7 separate regions of the Mus musculus genome follow, and all the other regions are linked to region 7. A link is a contact called in public HiCAR-type and promoter capture Hi-C data. All regions are on one chromosome and are shown on one strand. Each heading gives the region's core, a stretch centred on a gene start, on an enhancer-like site or on the middle of the called end of the contact. The rest is flanking DNA. Distances are from core to core; before and after follow the strand shown. Region 1 holds the start of Bcl2l2 (BCL2-like 2). Region 2 holds the start of Naa30 (N(alpha)-acetyltransferase 30, NatC catalytic subunit). Region 3 holds the start of Cebpe (CCAAT/enhancer binding protein (C/EBP), epsilon). Region 4 holds the start of Rem2 (rad and gem related GTP binding protein 2). Region 5 holds the start of Ap5m1 (adaptor-related protein complex 5, mu 1 subunit). Region 6 holds the start of Mrpl52 (mitochondrial ribosomal protein L52). Region 7 holds the start of Arhgef40 (Rho guanine nucleotide exchange factor (GEF) 40).

Region 1 (3,632 bases), core at 100-2,599, 2.9 Mb after region 7:
ACTGGAGTTCCAGAGCTGAAGAAATGGCAACCTTCAGGAGTCCTGGGTGGGGGGAGAGGTGGGAGGATCAGCACACTGATGAGTGCCCTCCTGTGGATCTGCTGTAGTCAGAAAGCTTCTTGCCCTGGAAACTTGCTCTACAGAAAGATATTATCACATGCTGGATAGTGGTGCCTCGGGCCTTTAATCCCATAGTGTCTGAGGCAGAGGCAGGCCAATCCCTGTGAGATCGAGGCCAGCCTGCTCTATAGAAGTGAGTTCCAGGGCAGCCAGGGCTACACAGAGAAGAAACCATGTTTCAAAATACACACACACTCGGTTTTTATATATACATATTTTTACATATATATATATACATAAATGCACATATAAATAGATATATGTATATTATATATACATATATGTGTATATTATAAATATGTATATGGAATATATAAAAATATAAAAATATTTACATATACTATACTGATATACTTTATATTTATATGTATATTGATACATTTATAAATTATATATAACATATATATTTATACTTATAAACATATTTATATTGTATGTGTATATATAAAAGCACATATTTATATAAACATATGTGTATGGATAAATGTATATATAATCCATGTATATGTGAATGTAGATATTCACATGTAAATTATAGATATATGTAATCTGTAAAACAGGTATTAACCCAACATTGGTAACCTGTATTTAGAGAGGGTGTGTAAGATTAGTAAGCTTGTATCAATTTGTGCCTTTTATTGTTTGATTTTTGTTTTAAATAGTAAGAATTAACTCCTGTGGTGGGTAACAAATGAAAAGAAAATCAATCTGATTACAAAAGATGAAGATTGCTTGTGGACACTGTAAACCAAGGCCTGACACCTTGATACCTAGCTGAAACTCCAGCCAAGGAAGAGCCCACTGCATTAAAGGTCCTGAGGGGAAGTATTTTTGTGTTTAGTGTTTCTACTAGCCCCACAAGGGCAAGAGGTTGTTCCCAGCTTAATAGGAACTGCTCTGCTTTTCCTAGGCACGCAATCCAAGCTGGAAAGTTCAACAAGTGCGTGAACAGAAGAGACCTTCCGGAAATGCTGAATTTGCACTGAGCTGCTGAGGCCCGGTGTGTTTCTCTGGGGACACTGCGGGCTTCGCAGGCAGCCGGCACAGGTCACTATGGCCTCTGAACAGCCCTTCAATGGCCCTCTCTTCCTGGAGTTGTGGCTCTTCCCAGCCCTGCCTCCCAGCCCCGCCCCTCTCTCTGGACGCATCTCTGTGTCCCATCATCACCCGGCGCCGGGCCCTCCCTCCCTGCCCTCCCCTCCTCCCTCCTTCCTTCCTTCCCTTCCTCCCTTTCTCCCTCCCTCCCTCCCTCCCTCCCAGCTCCTCCACCAGGAAACAACCGGATTCCGGATCCCGGCTGCGGCCTGACCCGTGAGATTCCTTAACCTGGCTGGCGGGCGGGGTTGGAGACCAGCTAAGGGTGGGGGAATGGGAGGAGCTGGGCCTTTGGGCTGCTCTTGGGGGTACCGGGAATAGAGATGGTGTCGGCAGGAAGCCCGTGGTCCCGGGTTTCCCAAGAGGGCAGTCATTAAACACGGAATCGGTCCCACAGCTGGCAAAGCTTTGGAGGTAGGGGCCCAGTCCCAGGCGCTGCAGTTCCAGTTCTTTCCGGGCCAGACCCAGGCCTTTCCCACCTAGTTCTCTCTCCCTCCCCTTTTCAGGGCTCCACTCTAGCCGGGAGGATGAAAGGCCTCAGCTGGGGGCTCCCTGCCACCAGCACTGGGTCCTAAGAGCTGCCATCCAGGCTGGGTAAGTGTCCTCTTCCTTTCTGCCCCATTACAGCCCTTGGCTTTTCCCATCTTCCTATTCAGCCCCTGTCTCCTCCCTATCTTGTGCCTCTGCCAACATCTTCGCATCATGCTCCTGGGGAGGTCTTAAGCCCCTTCCTATAGCCAAAAAGGGGTGTGTGTGTGTGTGTGTGTGTGTGTGTGTGTGTGTGTGTGTGTGTGTGTGTGTATAGAGGTGGCATACAGCTGGTGCTGTCGTATGAAAGGAATCTGAAGTAGTCTAAAAATAAGATTTCCTGTTGCACACTTAATTTGACATGTTATACGTGGCCAGCTGCTTATGCTCTGAACCTCCCCATGACTTAAATCCGTTGCTCTTTCTTGGCCCTGCCCAGTGCCTCTGAGCATTTCACCTATCTCAGGAGCTTGATCAAATAGGAAATGTCCCTTCTTGCTCTCTGTCAATAATTTCCTTATATTTATGTCAGTCTGTCATCCTTGCCCCTTTCAGCCGCCCGGATGGCGACCCCAGCCTCAACCCCAGACACACGGGCTCTAGTGGCTGACTTTGTAGGCTATAAGCTGAGGCAGAAGGGTTATGTCTGTGGAGCTGGCCCTGGGGAAGGCCCAGCCGCCGACCCGCTGCACCAAGCCATGCGGGCTGCTGGAGACGAGTTTGAGACCCGTTTCCGCCGCACCTTCTCTGACCTGGCCGCTCAGCTACACGTGACCCCAGGCTCAGCCCAGCAACGCTTCACCCAGGTTTCCGACGAACTTTTCCAAGGGGGCCCTAACTGGGGCCGTCTTGTGGCATTCTTTGTCTTTGGGGCTGCCCTGTGTGCTGAGAGTGTCAACAAAGAAATGGAGCCTTTGGTGGGACAAGTGCAGGATTGGATGGTGGCCTACCTGGAGACACGTCTGGCTGACTGGATCCACAGCAGTGGGGGCTGGGTAAGAAGTTCTCAATTGCTGCTCTCCGCATCCCTCTACAAAGTTGGTCTTCATGGGAAAATAGGGCCTCTGATGGGAGGCTGGGGTTGTGCTGGGAAGGGCTGAGTTCCCTTATTTAAGTGGAATCAGACTGAGAGCATCAAGCTCACAGTACTCCAGGGCTACCATGTAGTAGTAGCTGGATGGGCTTCACGGTCCCAAGCAGAAGACTGAATATAGAGTTTTATAAACAGAGAACCTTCAGCGAATAATTGTGACCCCTGCGTACATAGTATGGGTGGTGAGGCCGGTCAGGGATGGGTCATGGCTAGGCAAGCCTTAGCAAAGGATGCCAGTTCTGAACGGAACTTTATTGCCATGGAAGGGATGGGGCTGACATCACGTAGACAGTGCAGAGGAGCCAGGAACGGGGTTCGGAGGGGCTTGTGTGCAGTAGAGCTTCGGCTGGAGCAGCTGGGGATGGGGGCAGTGCTCACAGTGGATGGAACTGGAACTCTTCCTTCCCTCGTCTCTCCACTATCCTTTCCTGATCTCCCTTTCTCCTTTCTCTACTTCCCTTCTCTCCCACAGGCGGAGTTCACAGCTCTATACGGGGACGGGGCCCTGGAGGAGGCACGGCGTCTGCGGGAGGGGAACTGGGCATCAGTGAGGACAGTGCTGACGGGGGCCGTGGCACTGGGGGCCCTGGTAACTGTAGGGGCCTTTTTTGCTAGCAAGTGAGAAAGTCTAGGGCCAGGTGGGGCTAGGTGTGGCTAGGGGCCAGGAGAGCTGGAACAATAGCGAATGCCCTTGGAAGAAACTGGATGGTCACGGAACAGAGAAAGGCAGGGGAAGGTAGTGTGTGTGGGAGCCCAGCATGCCAGGCAGGTGGCAGGGAGAATGAGTTGGAAACAT
Region 2 (3,306 bases), core at 534-3,033, 2.8 Mb before region 7:
CATAAGCAATGGAGGAGGATTTCTAACATCCGTGTCAAGCATCCTCAGGCCTGAACATACCTGTACACGTGTGTTCACACACACACACACACACACACTCACCAACATACACAGGCACACACGTTGGCACACACATCATACAGAGAAAAAAAAAGCAAAGTAGCTTATTTAGTCATTCTCAAATTTATAGCTACTTAATTATTTCTTCCATATTACTGAGAAAACTGAAATATATATGTGTTTTCATGCCTGTTTATACAGGAATGTACTTTTGTAAGACACGAACTCATAAAAGTCGTAGTGTATAGAGGGCACTTTGTACAATACTTGGTAGATACTTACACATTTTATCATCTTTAGAGGCTGAGTCTCTCTGTTTGAGCTGGTGGTGTCCTTTAATAGTCTTAGTGAAAAGGATTGTCACCCTCGTGTCTCAAACCATGCCACAGTGCAGGTTAATCTCACTTGAAATTTATTTTTATTTTTACTTAGTATTTATTTTTAGAAACAGTTTTGCTATGCAGCCCAGGCTTCCTTTGAATTCCATAGCTTTTTACTTTTGCCTTCTGAGTACTTGGATTCCAGACATGTGCTGACTACTGCAGCTCACTTTTTTTTTTTTTCAGTTTAGATTATGGCACAAAGTTGCAAACACCTGTCATAAAAGCCTATCTCTGAAAACATGAATCTTGGGCATACCTGACTAGCTCTATAAATCAGTTGAAATAAATAAAAAAGCTATCTAACACATTTTATTCTTTTTAAACTTGTTATGGGTGTTTGCCTGTATGTAGGCGTATCTGTGCACATTCCTGATGCCCTTGGAGGCCAGAAAAGGCTGTAGCCTCCCTTTGACCTGGGATTACAGACAGTTGTGAACTGCCATTTGGGTGCTGGGAATCTAACCCTAGTGTTCCTTACTGCTGACTCATCTCTTCAGCTCCTACAAGTTAATAAGTAACTTGATTAGTATGCGTGTGAGTTACTCAACTCTCAGATCAGATATGCAGAAAACTACCAGCTGTGGATTAGAGCAGAGGTAACCCACACGCTCAAAGTTTTTACACCTGCTTAGCATATCACATGGGAGGATCCCGTGAACTCTTACCAGGTGCTTCCCAACCTAACACAATTACAACCACAAATCAGGAGTACGCTTGTTAGCCGCCACCATCTCTGTCGCTTCCCCCAGTTGTTGCCTTTCGTTGTCCGGCACCTGTTTGTCACATTTATGCCTTCAATCTTTGGGGTGGAGGAATGGGGCAACAAGACTACTAGCCATTCTTTTGTCCCAACGGGGTAGGTAAAGGTTCTTCTTCTTCTTTTTTTTAAATTGCAAAATGCTATCTTCACAGCTCAATGTTTTAAATTCCCTCTAATTCGCGGTCCAGGCCGGGATTTGCTGCCTTTGTAGCCGGCGCTCCCTGCCCCACGCGCCAGGTCAGAGCAAAAGTTGTAACAGTACAGCTGCATAAAGGCACTAGAGGTTGGATGTCAACAGCCAGCAGCTCCCAGGGCACCTAGCCCTGCCCACCCGGGGAGGCTGCGGGGCGAGTTCCGCAGGAACCTCTGGAACCCCAGGCTAGAGCCCCACCCCCGGCACGCGGCCTCCCGGAAGCCCTCCGGAGACACCTCGGGCCCCGCCCCTGCACAGGTCACCTCCCTCCACGCCCCCTTTTCTGGCCCGGCAGCCGGCAGGCAGGGAAGTGTCGTAAAGCTTGGCCCAGGAAACTTTACCCGGGGTAACAGGCGAGGCGCTTTACGGCGGCGGCGGCGGCCGGGTGAGAGGCTCGGCAGCGGCGGCGACAGCGGTGGCGGTGGTGGCGGCGGAGCGGCCGCGGCGGTGAAGGCGACTGCGGCGCGGCGGTGGCTGAGGGAGAGGAGCGGCGGAAACGGCGGCGGGGAGCGGCGCGGGGTGAGCCGCGAGGAGGGGCGGGTGGGAGGCGGTGACACGGCCGGCGGCGGGGCTCGGGCGGCCAGGGACGGTGGCCGGCGCGGCGGCGTGGGGGCGGCGCGGCGTTGGGGACACTCGGTGAGGGACGGTTTCTGCCTTTGTTCCCCCCGCCTCGGCCGCCCCCGGCCCGCCAGTCCGCGCTGCCTGGCGCCGGTCGGCCGCCTCTCATGGCCTCCTCTCTCGGCTGTGTCGCTTCTAGGATGGCGGAGGTACCGCCTGGGCCTAGCAGCCTCCTCCCACCACCAGCGCCTGCGGCCCCAGCGGCGGCGGAGCTCCGCTGCCCGTTCCCGGCGGGGGCCGCGCTCGCTTGCTGCAGCGAGGACGAGGAGGACGACGAGGAGCACGAAGGCGGCTGCGGGAGCCCAGCGGGCGGCGAGGCGGCGACCTCGGCCAAGGCGCGTTCTTGCCTTCGCTGCCCGCAGCTGCCTCCGGAGCAGCAGCAGCAGCAGCTCAACGGCTTGATCGGCCCAGAACTGCGACACCTCCGGGCCGCGGCGACCCTCAAGAGTAAGGTTCTGAGTGCAGCGGAGGCGGCCGCCCCCGACGGGGCCTCCAAAGTGACTGCCACAAAAGGAGCCGAGGGACACCCGGGGGAGAGACCTCCCCACTCGGTCCCCAACAATGCAAGAACTGCACTCCCCGGCCGGTCAGAGGCAGCGGCGGCGGCGGCGGGGGCGGCGAGCGACCCCGCTGCGGCCCGAAATGGACTGGTGGAGGGCACCGAGCAGCAGGAGGAGGAGGAGATGGACGAGCAGGTGCGGCTGCTGTCTTCGTCTCTGACCACCGGCTGCAGTTTAAGGAGCTCCCAGGGCAGGGAGGCCGAGCCCGGGGAGGATCGGACGATACGATACGTCCGATATGAATCTGAGCTCCAAATGCCTGATATCATGAGACTGATCACCAAAGATCTGTCTGAACCCTACTCCATTTATACGTATAGATATTTTATCCACAACTGGCCACAGCTGTGTTTCTTGGTAAGTGGATGGAATGAAAACAGGGTGAGCCCAGCAGAGATCCAGGCCACTCGGGGCAGGGAGTGTGAGGGCCCGGAGTGTGGCCGTGGATGTATCCTTCATTTTCATAGTACCTTACAGATGGGAGGCGCGAAGGTGCGCACTTTTCCCAGGTATTCCGTGGAACTGTGTGGAAGGTAAGAGCTCGTGATCTGGGTTATCTTGTGACTTTTGGAACAGCAGCAATCCTGTGCAGAGCATGTTTCACATGGGGGCTGTCTTACATCCTGTTTACATTAGCTTCTAATCATGTTTAACCTTCCTCATCCTTAGAGCACTTTGCTGTGATTGAATTGGAACATGGTTTTGATCCGATACAGGCCTTAGTAATAACTC
Region 3 (3,278 bases), core at 143-2,642, 2.7 Mb after region 7:
GTTCACTGCCTTCTTGCCCTTGTGTGAGGGGCCAGCAGGGGAGGGTGCCTTGAGAAGGGGACTGCAGGGAGGGGCAGCAGCTGCCACAGGGGCCTGGAGGGTAAGGGGGACAGAGAGGTGAGGGTCCACCAGGAGGCAGAGTGAAGGCTAAGCAGGAAACCCAGCAGGGAGAGCATATGTGAGGCCTCAAAGGGATACAGGACTCCCAGAGAGCTCCGATCTCCCAGGCATCCATCTCCCTGTCTCTGTGAAGGACCGTAACCCAGATACATATGGTCCTTGGTCTGAGACCAAAGCTTTCTATCATGCTCTCATTATTCCCTTCCCTTTGGTTTGTCTGTAATAAGTCTCCCGTTCTAAAATTCTAGTCAGCCATGTTTCCTCATCCAAAAGCAGGCAGCAGAGAAGCAAGAGGTATAGTGCACAGCAGGAAACCTGGTCCTGCCTGAGATCAGGGCAGAGCAGCTATTACAAGTGTCTTCAGGACACAGCCGAGTTCTAAGAAATAAATTCACAGAGTTGGGAAACAGGACCTTGGGGTAGGGCATGTTCACAGAGGAGCACCAAACATAGACTTGTTAGGGAAGCCCAGTAGTCAGAATTCCCTCAACCACCCACCTTGCTCCACCCTGGGGGGAAGAAGCGGGGAGAGCTACCTTGGTCTTACCTTGAGGACACGCAAGGGCTGGCCAGGTGCTGCCAGGGTCGGGGGGAGGTGCACGGCTGTCTGCCCGCAGTGTGCCACTTGGTACTGCAGGGGATTGTAGCTGCCTCGACTGGTGCCTCGGTTGCCCTCTGGCCCACGAGGCTCCTCCTTCACCGCCACAGCCCTGGGGTCGTAGCTCCCTGGGTTGCTGTAGATGCCAGGCCCCAAAGCCTTCCTATCTGGGCCAAATGTGTGTGAGGGATAGGCGAATGGCCGAGGGTCAGCCGGCAGGTAGTGAGGAAACGAGGGGGCTCCTGGGCCCTTAAGGCTTCGGGCTTCAGGCGTTGGCTTCATGGCAAAGAGGTCAGAAAGTAGCTGTTCTTCCCCAGACTCGATGTAGGCGGAGAGGTCGATGGAGGCCTCATGCTCACACATGTCCCCCAGCTCCCCGGGCCCAGCTCGACCCCCTGAGAACTCAAGTGGCTGCTGGCCACCCCGAGGCTCGCACTCATAGTAGGTCCCGTGGGACATGGCCGGCCCGCCCCCTTGGCTCCCCGCCCCTGGGTCCTGTGCTGGGGGCGCCCGCCCGTTGGGATGCTCAGCCTGCCCTTTCTTGGATCTCCCCCGGTCCTAGATTTGCCCTAGGTTTGCCCTCTCTGGTCTTCTCCGTCACCAACTCCTACGTGGCTTCTCTCCTCCTCTGCTTCCCTTTCCTTCTGTAGTCAGTACCTCTTCCTTTCTTCCCTTTTCCTCTCTCTCCTTGGGGTGACTAAGGGAGGGGCAGGGCACACCCCGGAGGGAGGGGTGCTTAGCAGTTAGGGCGCTCTTTGCGAAGGCCCCAGCCACAGTCCAGAAGTTGCTGTTTGAGAAAATGGCCCTTTTTGCCCTGCGAGTTCAAGGGATTCTAATCCCTTGCCCAGAGTAGCTTCTCTGAATATCTGTCTTCCTCCGATTTCCAAAGAGACCTGTGCAGAGTGAGGTGTCAAGCCAGAGCCAATAGACAAAGCATTCCCCCAGTGCCAACTTGGTCTAAACTCCTCCCTTGATGCATCTTCCTCCCTGTCCCGTCCCCCCCCCTCCCCGCCCCCACCCCCAAGTCCTGAACTCCACCTACCCCGGGGTAAGTCAGTTCCTTCTGTAGCCCCACCTCCCAAGACATTTTTCTCTGTGTAGACCATCATTGTTTGAAGGGTTTGGGAAGTAGTAGTAGATTCTAGGACCAAGCTACCCCTGGCCCTAGTACAGGGTATGCCCATTTGCTAGTTTTGAGACAGGGTCTCACGATGTAGCTCAGGCTGGCCTTGAACTCACAGAGTTCTGCCTGCCTTTGCCTCCAGAGGGCCCCTATTAAGGTTCTTCGGTTAGGTCTTTGCACAGGGCTTGTGTGCATGTCTCCAGATCTGGCTATGGCTAGCAGCCTGGCACAGTCCGGGGCTGCCAGGACATAGCTGAGGTTTCTGGTCAAGACATGGGTCCTGTACCTCAGGCCCAGGCAAGCTGCAGCCTCAGAACCAACAGAAAGGATCTGCTGGAGGTCCCAGTTGCTCCACCCTAAAAGCTGTTCTGGCTGACCCCACCCGCGCTGGCCTGAGGCTCTGCCTCCTATTTCCTGTGCCCTGAGCTGCATGCAGGCCCTTGTTTTCTGACCTGTGCGTGTCTCTCGGGTCCACTTCCTCTTGTAGGCTTGAGAAGTCTTCTCTCTTGTCCTCACCTCTTCCTGGGGCTGTTTCGGGGTCCGAAGGAGAAGCTGGTAGCTGCCTGCCCGCCCTTCTTGATCTTCTACTAACCCCCAAAGTTCATTTTTCTGTTTTGTTCGGAACTTCCTGCTCTCTCCAGTTTGGTTGTGGCCCTGCTTCAGACACGGTTCTGGATTTACTGACAAGAAAAGAACACAGAGACATGAGAAGTGTGTCACTTTTCAGTTGTTTGTTTTTTTTTAGGTTGAGCCTCCCTTTTAGCCTAGCCTGGCCTTGAACTCTCATCTTCCTGCTTCATTCTCCACGGAGCTGAGTTGATAGCTGTGCTACCATACCTTCCTGGCTCTTTTATTGCAAACAGATGTTCTAGGGGGAGGGACAGAATTTTTAAAATGAATTTATTTTCATTATTCTAAAGTATGTGAGTGTGTGTGTGTGTTGTGTGTGTGTGTGTTGTGTTGTGTGGTATGTGTGTGTGTGGTGTGGTGTGTGTGTGTTTGTGTGGTGTGTGTGGTGTGTGTGTGTGTGTGGTGTGTGTGGTGTGTGTGTGTGTGGTGTGTGTGTGTTTGTGTATGTGTGTGCACACTTCCAGGTACCCATGGAAGCCAGAGACATCAGATCTCCTGGAGCTGGAATTACAGGCAGTTGTGAGGCACCCAGTGTGAATGCCTGGAGTCAAACTCAGGTCCTCTGGAAGAGCAGTGAGTGCTCTGAACCCTTGAACTCTTTCTCCAGCCCTAAGAATAGAACAGTTTCTAAGCTGGGTATTCCAAGGATCGGGTAACTGTGAGGGGTTACAGTGGAGGTAAACTTTGATAGGATATGTATGTCATTGAACACTAAAATAAAACTGTAAATGTGACTTGTCCACAAGTTAGAGAAAGTACCCTTGATGAGTCCTCCATCCCATCCCCTCTAACTCCACAGTCCACCTC
Region 4 (3,738 bases), core at 1,118-3,617, 2.5 Mb after region 7:
GCATATGGGTGTCCACACACATATGCAGAAGATAAAGGGAAAAAAATCCAGACGTATCAAACCCCAGCACTCAGGAGGAAGAGACAAAAGGATCACCGTGAGTTCAAGGACAGCATGAGGAACAGAGTTCCAGAACTGCTAAGGTAAGAAGATTCAGTCACACACACACACACACACACACACACACTCACTCACATACTCGCACGTTGGGAGAGGGATGCTGGACAGGTACCTCAGAAGTTAAGAGTGGTTGCTGCTCTTCCAGAGGACCTCAGATCACACTCGGATCACAAGTGCCAATATCTCAAGGTCCATGGGATTTGATACCTTCTGGTCTCTGTAGGAACCTACATGACATACACACAAATCTGAAATAGAAGATTTCCCTGGGGGCTGGAGAGATGGCTCAGAGGTTAAGAGCACTGACTGCTCTCCCAGAGGTCCTGAGTTCAATTCCCAGCAACCACATGGTGTCTCACAACCATCTGTAATGAGATCTGATGCCCTCTTCTAGTGTACATGTATACATGAGGTAGAACGCTATACATAATAAAGAAATTTATATTTTTTAAAAATTTTCCAAAAGGTGCAGGGTAGCGGTGTTGGTGGTAGTACACATCCTTTAATCTTTGGAGGCAGAGGCAGGCAGATCTCTGAGTTTGAGGCCAGCCTGGTCTACAGTTCCAGGACAGCCATGGATCTGCAGAGAAATCTTGTCTAGGGGGAAAGGGAGGAGATGTTTCAAAAGGCTAAGGAGCAGCCGGGCGTGGTGCCTTTAATCCCAGCACTTGGGAGGCAGAGGCAGGCGGATTTCTGAGTTCGAGGCCAGCCTGGTCTACAAAGTGAATTCCAGGACAGCCAGGGCTACAGAGAAACCCTGTCTCGAAAAAAAAAAAAAAGGCTAAGGAGCACTTATAAAAACCTATGGTTACCAAGGTCACCGCTCCAAGTATACATCTATTACAGAATATACTTTGTATAGCAAACTTATGAATAAAATAAGAATCACATTGGTTTCAGTTGTCAAAGTGACTCCCGGGAAGAGGAACCTAAATTGAGGAGTCACCTCTGCCAGATTAGTCTATGGCCATGTCTGTGGGGCATTTTCTTGGTTGCTAGTTGGTATGGGGTCCTGGCCCACTGTAGGCAGTGCTACTCTGGGCAAGGGCCCTGAACTATATAAAGTCAGCCAAGTGATCCAGACTCGGCAGGATTTCTGGCCAAGCTCCTTTCTTGTGTTCCTGCCTTGGCTTCCCCTGATGGTGCTCTCTAGCCCGTTAGCCAAATAAACCCCTTCCTGCCAAGTTTGTTTCTAGGTTTTATCACAGCAATAGAGAAGCAAACCAGAACAATAGGCTATGAGTGGAAACTGAAGGGGCTGTAGAGTTAAGAGCGTGCGTTCTGTAGACCCCTTCAGATCCTGCTCAAGGGCTGATCACCAGGGAAGTGGTACTACAACATATTCTCAGAGTTACTTGTAGTTTCTTCCATGGGAGAAGTTCACGGAGAATGGCAAAATATATCACCAATTAAAAAAGGTTGCGTGTATTTATGAGAACACAAGCCACTTTGTTTAGAGACCGTGGGTTGTCTAGGCATTGGGAATCTAAAGGTGGCAATCATACAAAGTGACACTTTGCAAGAATGCTTTGGGGACAGGCCAACCACCAACCCTTCTAAACCTTAGTTATGAAAAGGAAGAGAGATACTTGGCAAAATAGGGTGAAGCAGAGAGGCACGGTGTGTGCAGAAGGAGGCTGCCGGGAATGGGGACCCAAGAGAAAAGGAAGCTGGGTAGACAAGGAACAGTCAAGGAGTTGCCGGTTCTGGCTTCCCATAGATTAACCCTGGCTGTGCTGGCCTAGCGGTGAAGGCGAAACGAAGCTGCACAAGGAGGCTTCCCTTCCTCAGAGCTCTCATCTGCCTGAGGACTTTTGTAGCTCCTGAAGAGGCCGAGTGAAGGACCTAGACAGTAGGGTGGCCATTCTCCAGCTTCACATCCCTTGATTCATTTCTGTCTTTCCATTTAGTCTTTAGTCGTCTGTCACACTCTTTAGCCACTGAGCACCCACCCTAAGCTGGACGATGGGGTGGGGGCTGGAAACAACAGACAAGGTTTATAGTCTTGGACACTGGAGCAGAAGTCCTCTGGCTCTCAGGGTCCCTGCCTCCTGCCACTCTCAACTCCTTTATCTGCAGCCCCCTGCCTCCACACCGCCCTCTGAAACCTTTTCTTCCGTCCCCCTGACTGCTCTGTTCTGCCCGTATGCCAAGCTGTGCCTATGCAGGGAGTATGCTCCCAGAGGGAAGTGACACAAAGAAAAAGGAGGGAGACAGAAGGAGGGAATCCCGCTTACATCACTGCTCATTAGCATATGTGACCTCATCAGGAGGCGGGACAATTTCCCCAGGTGTCTGGAGCGGGGAGGGGTGGGGAATATGATGGGGGGGGGCAGTATTTAAAGGGAAAAGCTGACAGTGCTGCTGAGTGAGGAACCGGTGCTCTGAGCCGCTGGGCTGCACTCGCACATGCACGCCGATGCACACGGACCTTGACACCGACATGGACATGGACACAGAAACCGTAGCACTTTGTTCTTCCAGCAGCCGCCAGGCCTCCCCACTGGGGACACCCACACCAGGTGAGGGCTAAGGGGAGTAGGATGTGGCTAAAGCTGTGGGTGGGGGAGCTGAAGCTTTGGTGGGAAGGTCTGGGCAGGATCCAACGAGAAGGGAAGAGCAAATGCGGCAAGGGAGACCCCTGCACTTTTGAGGTCCGGACGGCCAAGGGGAAGGGGGAAAGCTGCCAGGGTGCCCCTCCCCCAACGCTCCCAGGGCTTCGCCAGAGAAACTGGCACTTGGCCCCTAGGTTAACCTCAGCCCTGTTAGGCAGAGCCTGCCAGAAGGGAAGGGGGAAGAAAAGAAGCAGCCCACAAACCTAGGAATCCCCAGCTAAGGGGGCTTCCCTGGGGACCTGTTGTAAGGGCTTCTTCTAGCTCCATCGTTGGCTGCCTGCCAAATATTGATCCTGTGCTATTTATAGCCTCGCTCCATCCCCCTTTGTTGTGTCTGTTGTTGTTCCTCTAGTTACCCCAACCCCTGAATTGTCATCCTCCTCACACACACTCTCCACCGCTACCTCCCCACGAACACAACATTGTCTCCCACTCGCCAGGACAGGCAAGGATCCAGGAGGATTCTCTCTCACACACAAACACTCACGCATGCGATGCTCACCTACCTACGGGGACACAGGAAACAGTACGCTCCCCTTCTTTAGCCCTCCTCCCCCAGACCTAGAAATAAGGTCCCTGCGGAGTTTCTGATTCTGCCTACACCTGCCAGTCTGGGACTGGGGTGCAGGAAGAAATAGGAGGCAGGGCCCATTAGAGGGAAGATATAGCTTCCCAACTCACTAGGCCTAATGTAGGGGCGTGCCTATGACGGTGTAAGGTGTGAGTGGTGTGTAACCCTGTGCACAGGACCTCCCTCAGTGACACAAGTTTTGATCATGTTGTGGCTAGGATCAACATGGGAAACTATCATGCCAGCGCCTTGAAAGTTCATTGCTTTTGAGTTTCAGGGGAATTTTTAGTGCACAAGGCTAGACTAATGACTCTCAGCTCTTTTGGGGTCACGCTCTTTATCTGGGTGTAGCTGAAGAAGCAGCCTGAATTAACCGCTCATCCGATGTCTAGATATATCTCACCCATGGCTTCCTTCTCTCCCCCTCCCTAG
Region 5 (3,516 bases), core at 376-2,875, 2.9 Mb before region 7:
ATCCAAGAGGAAATTGTGGATGTTAAAGAGAATTCACTATAACAGTAGGATAATATACTGTTTTTCTGTTAATAAGTAGCTCGTCATGAAAGTATTATTTAAAGATCCCAAAGCCTGTAAGATATAAAAATTGAAACAAGTAATTACAGAATTACCTAGTATCTTGACCAAGGATACACAGTAAATGAGCAGAATTTTATGACTGGTGAAGCAAATGTTATAATATCTCCAGACATTTACATCTGAGGAACAGCAATAAATTTTTCCTAGGTGTAATTATAACTTTTACTCAAATCACTTTCATTACAACTTACAATTTAGGCATGCTATTTCTCTAAACAAATGCAGTATCTATGCTAGGAATGACTGCAAGTCAACGTTCAGTAACAAAAAAAAGTAACTGAAAAGTTAGATTTTTTTTTTAATGGAAACAATGGCATTTAAAATTCACGCCACAGAACACGCTGATGCTCAATGGATACAATTTTCACCTATGGTGACATTCTTAACTGTGAACTGCAGTGTTCTCTACAACTTACACTTCTGCTGCTATGGAGTAATCACGCCCCAGCGGGGGAGAAGGTGTATTCCTCATTTTTCTTCATATGACTACTTCTATTTTTTTCCACACAAGAAGATACTGTTTCATTGTCTTGTAACCCCATTCCATTATCTCAAACCTCACCGCTTCTGACACTGACACGCCACAAAATCCAACTGTCAAGTTTAAATATTGAAACACTCAAGAAAATGCACCTGAACGCTCCCACAGCTTCTCACAGCCCAAGGATCCTTTAACTAGCAGTCGGAGGGTTCCACAGCAATTAAATGCAGTAAGATGTGTCGCTTCCCTTCCGTGCTGAGGCTAAGTAGGCCTTTATTGTCCTTAAAAGAATCCTCCCAGCCTTTTCGACTGTAAGGTAAGACGGCAGGCACCCCAGGGCCGCTTCTGAGCTTGTCGGAACCTCGGCACCGAGGAGCCCCCCAGAGTCTCCATTCAGATGCCCCCTGTAGCACCGTCGCGAGGATCCGCACAGCAAGACCCGGCTCGCCGGCCCTGGGCTCCGGAGTCAGCCCTGCCCACTGCCCGTCCGGTCTCCGGGACGTCTGGCCGCCCTGCCACCCGAGCCGGCCCAGCGTCCCGCCGCCACCCGCCCCTCCCCCGCCGCCGCCGCCGCCGCCCGCCGAGCCCCGGGACCCACCTCGAAGAGCTCGGCCGTCGTGGCCATGCCGGCCGGCTGAGAGGCTCGCCCCGCGCTCGAGGCCGTCTCCGCTTCACATGCTGCGCCTCAGCGGCGCCGCTCACCAGTCCCAGCTCGGCCTACCGCCTCCGGCCCGGGCTGCGCACCGCTGCTGGCTGCCCCGGTCCTCACACAGCGAAGGCAGAGAGGGAGAGCAGCCATGAAGCGGAGCCGCAGACGCCTGTCAGCTGCCTCCCGGCGCCGCCCGCGCCGCTCCCATTGTCACCGCCTCGCACGCCGGAAGTGGGGCTGCGCGCGCCCGGCCGACTTCGCGGGGCGGGCGAAAGGAGCGAGCGGCGAGCGGGCCGCGGAGGCGCTCGTTTGCGACAGGGTGACGCGTCTTGAGCCTCGCGGGCCGCCGTCCCGGAAGTGGGCGAGAAGAGTATTCCAGTCCCTTGAGATTCCGGGTGTAGGTTCTTAAGACCTTCTGAGGAGTGTTTTAATCTCTTGAAGGGACCGGGAGACTTGAGTCACCTCACCCGGAAGAGCGAGCATCTCCAGTGAGCTCTTGCGGCTCAGGGAGAACCCGGACGTTGCCTGGTACAGCCCATCTAGAAGGCGGGGTCTACTTTGGCTGGATGGCGACCTTAGTTTCTACATCGCTCTGATACTTGGGAGGCTTAACCATGGCCCTGCGGGCAGTGTGGCTCATACGTCACGAACCAGGAACTCCACTTGGAGGCACCGTCAGATTCTCCAGGTAATTGCAAGTCTGGATCCTCAGGCATGATGGGTCCAAGGATGAATCTAAGCAGGAGTTTTTGTGGTGCGCTGAGTCTCAGCTGTCCCAGGAGCAGCTAGCAGGGTGCCCTTGGGCAATTTAGGCTTTCTACGTTTATCTCACTTTGTTGTAAGGAATGAGTTGCTTGTTACATGATGCTACATGTTTTCTAGTATTACTGCTATTGTATCTTTATTTATTTATATATTTGAGACAGGATTCATGTATACCTGGCTGTCCTAGAACTTGATACGTAGACCAGGCTGGCCTTGAATTTACAGATACCTCCAGAGTGCTGGGATTACAGGTGTGGGCCACGACACCCGGCTATACTAATGTATCTTTAAAATTAATTCCATCTGTTTAAGTTTGGTACAAAAATGATTGCTTAAAGAACGTTATAGTTTGCAGCTTCTAGTGGGTGAGCAAAATAGAAGTGTGAAAAATTAAATTACAGTCACCTTTTTATCCAGGTGGCATAAGTGGTTTGGTCCCACCTTTAGAATTTGCCATATCTTACCAAGATAATTCTATGGAGAGGACTCTGCAGTTCTTTATATTAGATATTAACCCCGATATAAAGTATAGCTGGCTAAGTTCCCCCCAGTCTATAGGCTGTCTCGCCACTTTGCTTGTAGTTTTATTTGCTTTGCAGAACTGTTTTGATTTCAGGAGATCCCATCTGTCAGTTCTTGAAGTTGTTACCTGTCTCTTGGCATTATTTCTAAGAAGCCTCTGTGTTAATGAGTAGATGTGTGTTCTTGGAAAGCAGCAATGTATGGTAGAAAGGTGACCAATTTTAAATCTCTTCGAATGTAAACCAGAAAGCATTTGAATGGTGTAACTGAGGAACTCAGTTATTAGGTTTTTGTTGCTGTGGTTTTGAGACAGAGCCTCACTGTGTACCACTGGCTTACCCAGAATTCACTGTGTAGACCAAGCTAGCCACAAACTCATAGATACCCTCCTGCTTCTGGTTTCCAAATACTAGAATTAAAGGAATGCAACAACCATGACCCCCATTAGTTGTTAGTTTTGCTTACATTTCAGTAACACATGTACCTGGTGTCTACCATACTGGATAATGCAGCTCTAGATACTTGAACTGTATGAATCTATGGTTTTCTTTATTTACATTCCTTAATGATAGGGTCCAAGCTGCCTCTACCTTTCAGAACAGTGCTATCTAGTAAACATCCTCAAACAGGGCCTTAGAACATGTCTGTACTGATTTAACAAAATACTGACAAATAGCTTCCCTGAATGCAAACAGAGTCATTAGAAATCAGTGAATTGGGCTGGAGAAATGGCTCAGCAGTTAAGAGCACTGACTGCTCTTCCAGAGGTCCTGAGTTCAGTTCTCAGCAACCACGTGGTGGCTCAAAACCATCTGTAATGTGATCTGATGCCCTCTTCTGGTGTGTCAGAAGACAACTATAGTGTACTCATATACATAAAATAAATAAACACTTAAAAAAAAAGAAATCGATGAATTTCTGTATTTCCCTGACTCTTATTTTAATTTTACCAGTAAAGGAGAACTAATTTCTATTT
Region 6 (3,463 bases), core at 36-2,535, 2.4 Mb after region 7:
TTGAATTCCTGGAGTCAGTCTATCAGCAGATCTACTGGGAGGGAGAGAAAGCCCACAAGATTCTTTGTTTTATGCTGCCAGGCTTTTGTCTCAGGCTAGGAGGAGAGGAAGAAACCAGACATCGTGGAAATTCATCATTATCTAGTCATGGTCTTTTATCTGTCTGCCTACCAGGGAATCTGTCCAACTCTTGGGCCCTTAATACAGAAATGCCTGATTTGGGAACATTTGAATATATGTTTGTTGGGGATGGACCTGAATTCTAAGCATAAAATTCTTTCATGCTGAATGTTATTTTTGAGTATGCTAAGGATGAATCCACAGTCTAAGCATGCTAGACAAGTATTCCACCACAGCATCATCGCCAGCCCTTAGTGCACCTGATTTTTTTTGACAAAAATTCCGTCATGACTTCGGGTGTGTAATTCTCCATCGTAGCATCATGTTTGGATTCAACAGGTTTGGTTTGGGAGCACTTCAGTTTCCAGGTTTAATCCACTCAAAAAGTATACCTAACTCATGAGAATGTGTGGTTTAAAATTAGAATCAGAGTCACCTTACATCCCTGCATTCGGGAGCAGAGGCAGATGTATCTCAATGAGTTCGATGCCAACCTAGGCTACATACTGAGTACCATAGTTACATGGTGAGACCTTGTTTAAAAAAAAAAAAAAATAATAACTGGCACCAGTACAACTTCCTCAAAAAAATGTTTAACAGTGTCCTCAGATCCGTGCTTCCATACATAGTCTTGCAAATGACATATACTTCCCTTCCCACCACTGGGCTGCACTATTAGTCATGTCTGTGATCATTTGTCTTCCTAGACTCAAATGCCTTATCTGGACTGTTTTTTAGCTACCCCTATAATCTCCTAACCCATTCACCACTTCTTCGACTCCGTTGGATGAGAACCAAATTTTTCCAACTCGTTCTACACTTGATCATATCAGAAAACAAACGTTAAAATGAAGCAGAAGGCTGCACAATGAGGTTCGTTGGATGCGACACTTCTGAGTTACCCTAAATTTCCCAAGTCTGGAGAACGTCCGGGAAAGGACTTGGAAACAGCTGCGAAGGATTCGGTCACAGGTATCTCAACCACCTCGGAGGGTGCAAGATGCACGCGCGGGGCAGTTCCTCCTGTTCAGAACACTCAGCCCACAGCTGACTCCCACTTCCGTACGATAACGCAAGATGGTGGGACCGGCGATTGAAAACCACATTCAAGATGTCGGCTTCCGGTTTTCCCGGCAGCGTCCCGCGTGGCTGCCGGGGCCACGCCCACTTCCGGTTCCCTTGCTCCGGCATGGCTGCCTTAGGGACCTGGCTGTCCAGTGAGTGATTGTGGGGTTGGGGACACGGGAGCCGCGGGGCGACCAGCCCTCTAACTCCCTGCTCTTCCATTAGGTGTCCGGAGATTGCACTGCAGCGTAGTGGCGCGGGCCGGTGGCCAGTGGCGACTCCAGTGAGTGCCGTGCCGGGCGGGGGCGCGGCGGGACCTAGTATCCCGCCGCGTCCTCACCCACACTGTCTCCCCCACCCAGGCAAGGGCTGGCTGCCAACCCTTCCGGCTATGGGCCCCTCACGGAGCTCCCTGACTGGTCCTTCGCGGGTGAGCCTTGATGTCAAGGGTTTTTTGTTTTTGTTTTTTTTCCTCCGAGACCACCGGGGTAAGGGTTGGGGGCGTGTCTGGGAAAATAGTGAACCTTTTACTTGAGTTGGAGGACTGCAGCTCTACCTTTGCCTGACTGTGTAGCCGGGTGTTAGTTCACCCCTGAGGTTTTAGGTTTGGAGAGCTGAGGCAGAGGGATTGCTGTGAGGTTAGTGCTATGTAAGGAATCCTTGATTATCCTGAACTACAGAATGAGACCCTGTGTATCAATCAAGAAATAGTAATTGGCTAAGGAAAGTTAGCTGTCAGGATCGTATCCTGAAGGTATAAGGAAATACTAACGTGGGCTGTTCTGGGCTTGGAAGTATGTATGACTTTTATCCTCTCAGAAGGATAAAACTCTCACATGTGTGGTGAGTGTATTTTGACAATTCGTTTGCAAATGTACAAGGAATTCTTTGAAAAGCTGCTGAAAAGAACACCGAAGATCCCTACAAGTCTGAAATGGCAGACTCAGTACAGAGAAGTCTTTTTCTCTTTAAAAAAAAAAAAAAAAAAAAAACTTATGGACTGAAGGATGCCTTTAAAATGCGGTGCCTGTTCTTCCGGAGGACATGGGTTCGATTCCCAACACCCACAGGGTGACTCACAATTGCTTGTAACTCCAGTTCCAGGGGATCCAATGTCATCTTTTCACTTCCACCTTTACCAGGCACCCACATGGTGCACAGACATACATACAAACACAACACCCAAGCACATAAAAATAAAACTTTAAAAAAAGCAAAATTAAAAGAGAGTAGTGACGCATGCCTGCAATCGGCACTCACGAGGCAGAAGCACTGAGAGCTAGGGGATAGCCTTGGCTACATAGTGAAACCTTGCCTCAAAAATCAAGAGTGAGGGAGAAAAAAAACCCTATATTTCATTATACAATGAGATGAAGTTTAGCAAAGAGACACATTGAGTGAAGGGTTTCTGAAGAGAAAAGTGAGTTCAGCTTGGCAGACGGCCCTAGGTCCATGCTAATGACAGGGTTAAATGATAGGAAGAGCGTGCCTATGAAGTCATTTCGTGATTCTGTTGGACCTCACCTCTGAGGCTAGGTGAGTTTTAGTTGTGGTTGTGAACTGGGATCCTCCTCAGTATTGTTTTTGATGAGCAGAACTGGGCCCTGAACCTACAGCCTCACGCACGCCAGCATCCACCCAACCAACCATAGTCAGGGTGACCTGGAAAAGTGGAGCTAGGGGCTTACTCTTCTCCAATCCCTATCACACCAGTGTTTGGACAGGATCCCCAGACCACATTTAACACTATGCCTTTTGTTTACTTTTGTCTGTAGATGGCCGCCCTGCACCCCCAATGAAAGGCCAACTTCGAAGAAAAGCTCAAAGGGAGAAGCTTGCAGTGAGTAGCTGGGACTCTGCCAAAGGCTGTGTTTATGACTGGAGGAGGAAAATTTAAATCATCATTTATCTTCATTTTCTTTAAGATTGATTTTTACTTTATATACATGTGTTTTGCCTGTATCAATGTATGTTCATCATATGTGTTCGTGGTACCTGTAGTGGTCAGAGGAGGGTGTCAGATCCTCTGGAACTGGAATTACAGATGGTTGTGAGCTCTGGGGTGGCTACTGGGAGTTGAACCCTTGTCCCTTGCAAGAGCAGAGAGCCATCTCTACAGCCCCATAAATTAGAATCTGTTTTAAGTTGTGTTGTACTTGAGCTACTGTTTGGCAGTGCATGGGATAAAATCCAGGGCTTCCTGCCTGCTAGGCAGGCACACCAGCAGCAGCCATTTCTCCAGTCCTTACACCCAACTAACTTATCTTTTTAAAGATTT
Region 7 (3,806 bases), core at 1,075-3,574:
TCGAAAGAACTCGAAATATATAAACCACAGAAGTAGATGCTCACAGTCATCTATAAGATGGAACACAGGGCCCCCAATGGAGGAGCTAGAGAAAGTACCCAAGGAGATGAAGGGGTCTGCAACCCTATAGGTGGAACAACAATATGAACTAACCAGTACCCCCAGAACTCGTGTCTCTAGCTGCATTTGTATCAGAAGATGGCCTAGTCGGCCATCACTGGGAAGAGAGGCCCTTGTTCTTGCAAACTTTATTTGCCCCAGTACAGGGGAACACCCGGGCCAAGAAGCAGGAGTCGGTGGGTAGGGAAGCAGGGCGGAGGGAGGGTATAGGGAACTTTCAGAATAGCATTTGAAATGTAAATAAAGAAAAAATCTAATAAAAATAAATAATAAATAAAAATATATAAACCACATTGAAAAGTATCTGTGATGCAGGAGAGGACCTGTTAGCTTGGTATCTTCTCTATCTCTGCTTTATGCTATCCCTTCACATCACCTACCAAAGAGCACACACCAACTCAGACTGCATTGTATGCACACTGGTAGGTAAGAGTTCCCTACGGAGAAAGGGCTGTTAACCACTGTAAGCACACACCATGTACTGAAACTCATGGTAAGAAGGGATAACTTATATCTCAGAACCTAAATCCAAACTCCTTCACGCCACCAGTTCAAAGCTTTTGAATGGATCTTTTTTCCCATGATATATGTTTATATCTCACTGCCTAGCTATGGGTGTCCCTGGATTCTACCAAATGATTTGAGCATAAGGAATCTTAAGTTCCAATAAGGGAAGGTTCAATCGTTCCAGACCGAGAATGGGTGAACTAGATTTGATGAGTAAGGTTTACAGAAAATCCTCTGAAAAAAAACTTCCCTAGAAGGCCTCTACAACCTGCTGCTGGGCAGTATTTACCAGGCAGACACCAGGGGGTAGTAAAATCTCACTCTCTTGGTCATTAATAACAAGGAGACTGAAGAGTCTACCTTAACTGGAAGGTTGGAGATAGCTCCACAGTTCTTGCCGGTTAATCACAGGGTTTTCCCTGCTTGAGATTCTTTTTTAACCCTATGAACCAGAGGGCTCGTGTCATCCCCATGAATTAAGTTTCTCCCTTCTCCAGACCCACAGGAAAAGGGGCAGAATGTAGCATCCTAAGATGAAAAGAGCCTGTCATGGAGGCCCTTTCTTCTCCTCCTGCTCCAAGCCTCATCGACTGTATCCACTACCACACGTCTTCTAAATAAACTTTACCCTCTAACTGCAATGCCAACACCTTCACGATCTCTCTGGGAAATGAGTACCTTTCAGATCGCCTCCCAAATGTCCACCTTTTGGACCAGTCTGTGACTCAGAGACAGGCAGGGCAACCCCTTGATGTGCTGCGGTTCCTCAAGCCTTTTTGAGAGACCCCACTCGGCCTTCACTTCCATGTAGAAGTGATACTCGAGTTTGTAGGTGAGGCAAAAAAAAAAAAAAATTAAAGGAGCCTAGCCCCTTTTGTCTGAAGTGTAAGATAATAGTCACTGCCAAAAGCCCTAGCATATGGGCCACTATCGCCCTGCAACAAGAAGGAAAGATCTGACATCAGTACTAAAGCGTGGGGTCTAATCCGGGAACTGTTGCTTCCCCTTCTCTAACCGCAGAGCAACAGGGGTCTAAGGTAGAGAAAAAGGCAAAGGCAGCGTGGAGCAACTCCGCAAACGCCCCCAGACCCTACAGAGGGATCCTGATCCCGGGGCCCTGGCCTCTCAGCCGTGACACATATCCCCCCACCCCACATGCCAAGCCTTTACTTCGTAATTCCCCTCATCCCCCGCCCTCCCCAGGCTGCACACAGGAGCCCATTGTAGTCTCATGGAGCCTTGAGACCCAAGAAGGTGGAAGGGGAAGAAGGGCGGGCAAACGCCCAAGGCTTGGGGGAATACCCTAATTTCCCGGCCTTCAGCTCTACCTAAAGGGAACTAAAGGCTGTGGATCGACCTGGGCCCCAGGACCTTGCCAAGCCTTGCCACGGACCGGAGATGTGTCATGGACCCTAGAGATGGAAGAAGGCTTTTGGCCGCCGGGCAACCTGGGACCTAGGCGGGTCCCCTGCAGGGTCCCGAGCTGAGGCTGAACTGATCCCGCAGAGCGAAGAAGACGCGGGAAACCCGGGGCGTCCTCAGCTGGGCGGTTCTCGGAGGGGGCGGGGCGGGCTGGCAGCAGACAGCCAGGGGAGCGGAGGCGAGGCTTGTGGCCAGGGTTGGGGGGGCTTCTCGGCTGGGGTCCCGGGCTGGGCGGGGCGGTGCAGGCGGCCGTCTCGGCCCTCCCTGGCGGGGCCCCCGCGGCCTGGGCTGCCGAACGAGCGGGGAGAGCCGCGGTCGCCGCGCGAGTTGTCCTGCAGCTAGACCCGGCGAGACTGAGCGCCCGGAGGGAGGCGGTGGCTCACCCGCCCCGCCCGCCCGCCGGAGAGTGGGACACCTCCCGACGCCGAGCCATGGTGAGTCCCGCGAAGCACCCCGGTGTCCCCTCGGCCTTCGCGCAGCCCGCTCCGGGCCCCCAGCCCCGTGCCTCTTGTGCCCGCTTAGCGCTCCTTGGCGCTTCGGAGACTCTCCACCCTCCCATCCCCCCTTCTTTTCTTCGATCTGCGGTCCTGCTGCCTGCTCAGTCCCTACCGAGTATTGCCATGACCCTTTCTTTCTTCTGTGCCACCTCCCCATCCTTCGATGGTCTTTGCACACATCCCACCCCCGGTCTTTTTGGTCCTACCCAGTCTTCTTTTGCTGAGTTTTCCCTCCCCCTCCCTATCTCAGTTTTTCACTCCTGGAGACCCTCTGCGAGTTGGTCTGGCGGCAGCCCTTGAAAGGGCACTGTCCTGGGTCATGAGAACTGACCTGCCTGGAACCACCATTTTCCATCCCAGTCCCCAAACCCGGTGAGATGGGCCCACCCATCCGGCCCTGAGGGACTAGCCACAGCTGTGGCTGGGCCAGGGCCAAAGGGCATGTCCAAAGGGAAATTCCCTCACAGAAAGGGGGCTGTTTGGGGGTGGGTAGGGGGTGTTCCGCAGTACCAATGGGCGTGACGTTGCCAGAGCCAAAACCATAGTTTTTGGGACAAAGTTCCCCGAGGTTCATGCAGCTGCAGGGAACTGAGCTGTTCCTGACAGTGCCTGCCTCAGAGCACTGTCGCTGCAGGGAGGGATCTGGATGGAATCCTGTAGAGCAGAGGCTCGGAGAGCAGCAGCTCAGGGTACCAGAAGCCCATGTCAACCAGAGTGAACACTAAGCCCGGAACTTTCCGGCCAGAAGTACTATGAAGTACTACGGGGAGAGCGCCCACTGCCCAGGCGGGTGCAGCCTATAATGCTCATTGCAGAGTGGAGGAGGGGGAGAGGCCCTGCCAGGGCAATGTCTACGGAGAGTCTGGGAAGCATCACCCTGCTCAGAGGGTTGGAGCAAGACAGGAACTAGGCCAGTGAGCGCTGACTCAGTCTCGCCCGTCGTTTGGTCCCAGCCGACCAGAGGCCTGGTGTCTTGGGCTCCTGCCCACCTCCGCCTGCTCCAGACCCCTCCTCCCCTCCTGCCGAGGCCGTTTCCTGTGGCTGCGACTCTTGTTCAGCCATGAGCTCACCGCCCCTAATGGGTTGCAGCTGCTTCGCTGCTCAAGCAGTAGCTCCCCGGATCCTAACTTCGGAGCTCGGGCCCACCCAACCTCACCCCTACCCTTCTTCCCACCCACGTACACAGTCCTGAGAACACTGAGGGTCTGTCTGCTCGCCCACACCTTGGAGCCAAGTTTGGGCTCTGATAACACAGAATGC

What was found. Promoter capture Hi-C pulls out the DNA fragments that hold promoters and counts their contacts. HiCAR-type assays count read pairs that join an accessible place to other places.
Region 1: a promoter capture Hi-C map of the 3T3-L1 cell line shows a contact between it and region 7, with 4 times the contacts expected there. The contact joins the promoter of Bcl2l2 here to the promoter of Arhgef40 in region 7. A contact is called at or near these places in 2 of 39 promoter capture datasets (the 3T3-L1 cell line and liver).
Region 2: a contact with region 7 is called in a promoter capture Hi-C map of hippocampal neurons, with 3 times the contacts expected there. The contact joins the promoter of Naa30 here to the promoter of Arhgef40 in region 7. A contact is called at or near these places in 3 of 39 promoter capture datasets (cranial neural crest, hippocampal neurons and liver).
Region 3: a contact with region 7 is called in a promoter capture Hi-C map of cranial neural crest. The contact joins the promoter of Cebpe here to the promoter of Arhgef40 in region 7. A contact is called at or near these places in 6 of 39 promoter capture datasets (the 3T3-L1 cell line, cranial neural crest, hippocampal neurons and 2 more).
Region 4: a promoter capture Hi-C map of liver shows a contact between it and region 7, with 5 times the contacts expected there. The contact joins the promoter of Rem2 here to the promoter of Arhgef40 in region 7. A contact is called at or near these places in 2 of 39 promoter capture datasets (cranial neural crest and liver).
Region 5: a HiCAR-type map of astrocytes shows a contact between it and region 7, with 2.9 times the contacts expected there. The contact joins the promoter of Ap5m1 here to the promoter of Arhgef40 in region 7. A contact is called at or near these places in 1 of 39 promoter capture datasets (hippocampal neurons) and 1 of 115 datasets of contacts at active chromatin or transcription factors (astrocytes).
Region 6: a promoter capture Hi-C map of second pharyngeal arch cranial neural crest shows a contact between it and region 7. The contact joins the promoter of Mrpl52 here to the promoter of Arhgef40 in region 7. A contact is called at or near these places in 6 of 39 promoter capture datasets (the 3T3-L1 cell line, hippocampal neurons, liver and 2 more) and 1 of 115 datasets of contacts at active chromatin or transcription factors (bone marrow-derived dendritic cells).

What each region holds. Positions count from the first base shown.
Region 1 is chr14:54,882,076-54,885,707 of GRCm38.p6, forward strand. It overlaps Bcl2l2 (BCL2-like 2), which reads left to right and starts at 1,350. Exons shown (of 4, transcript NM_007537.1): 1 at 1,350-1,431; 2 at 1,722-1,809; 3 at 2,299-2,738; 4 at 3,309-3,632. The coding sequence starts at 2,307. The coding sequence ends at 3,458.
Region 2 is chr14:49,170,463-49,173,768 of GRCm38.p6, forward strand. Naa30 (N(alpha)-acetyltransferase 30, NatC catalytic subunit) reads left to right here and starts at 1,784. Exons shown (of 5, transcript NM_027492.2): 1 at 1,784-1,915; 2 at 2,154-2,931. The coding sequence starts at 2,155.
Region 3 is chr14:54,710,782-54,714,059 of GRCm38.p6, forward strand. It overlaps Cebpe (CCAAT/enhancer binding protein (C/EBP), epsilon), which reads right to left and starts at 1,393. Exons shown (of 2, transcript NM_207131.1): 1 at 668-1,393; 2 at 1-93. The coding sequence starts at 1,177.
Region 4 is chr14:54,473,733-54,477,470 of GRCm38.p6, forward strand. Rem2 (rad and gem related GTP binding protein 2) reads left to right here and starts at 2,368. Exons shown (of 5, transcript NM_080726.3): 1 at 2,368-2,642. The coding sequence starts at 2,540.
Region 5 is chr14:49,064,924-49,068,439 of GRCm38.p6, forward strand. Ap5m1 (adaptor-related protein complex 5, mu 1 subunit) reads left to right here and starts at 1,626. Exons shown (of 8, transcript NM_144535.5): 1 at 1,626-1,941. The coding sequence starts at 1,868. Exoc5 (exocyst complex component 5) reads right to left here and starts at 1,744. Exons shown (of 18, transcript NM_207214.3): 1 at 1,203-1,744. The coding sequence starts at 1,229.
Region 6 is chr14:54,425,624-54,429,086 of GRCm38.p6, forward strand. It overlaps Mrpl52 (mitochondrial ribosomal protein L52), which reads left to right and starts at 1,286. Exons shown (of 5, transcript NM_026851.2): 1 at 1,286-1,337; 2 at 1,411-1,468; 3 at 1,548-1,615; 4 at 2,961-3,025. The coding sequence starts at 1,310.
Region 7 is chr14:51,982,509-51,986,314 of GRCm38.p6, forward strand. It overlaps Arhgef40 (Rho guanine nucleotide exchange factor (GEF) 40), which reads left to right and starts at 2,325. Exons shown (of 24, transcript NM_198249.4): 1 at 2,325-2,483. The coding sequence starts at 2,481.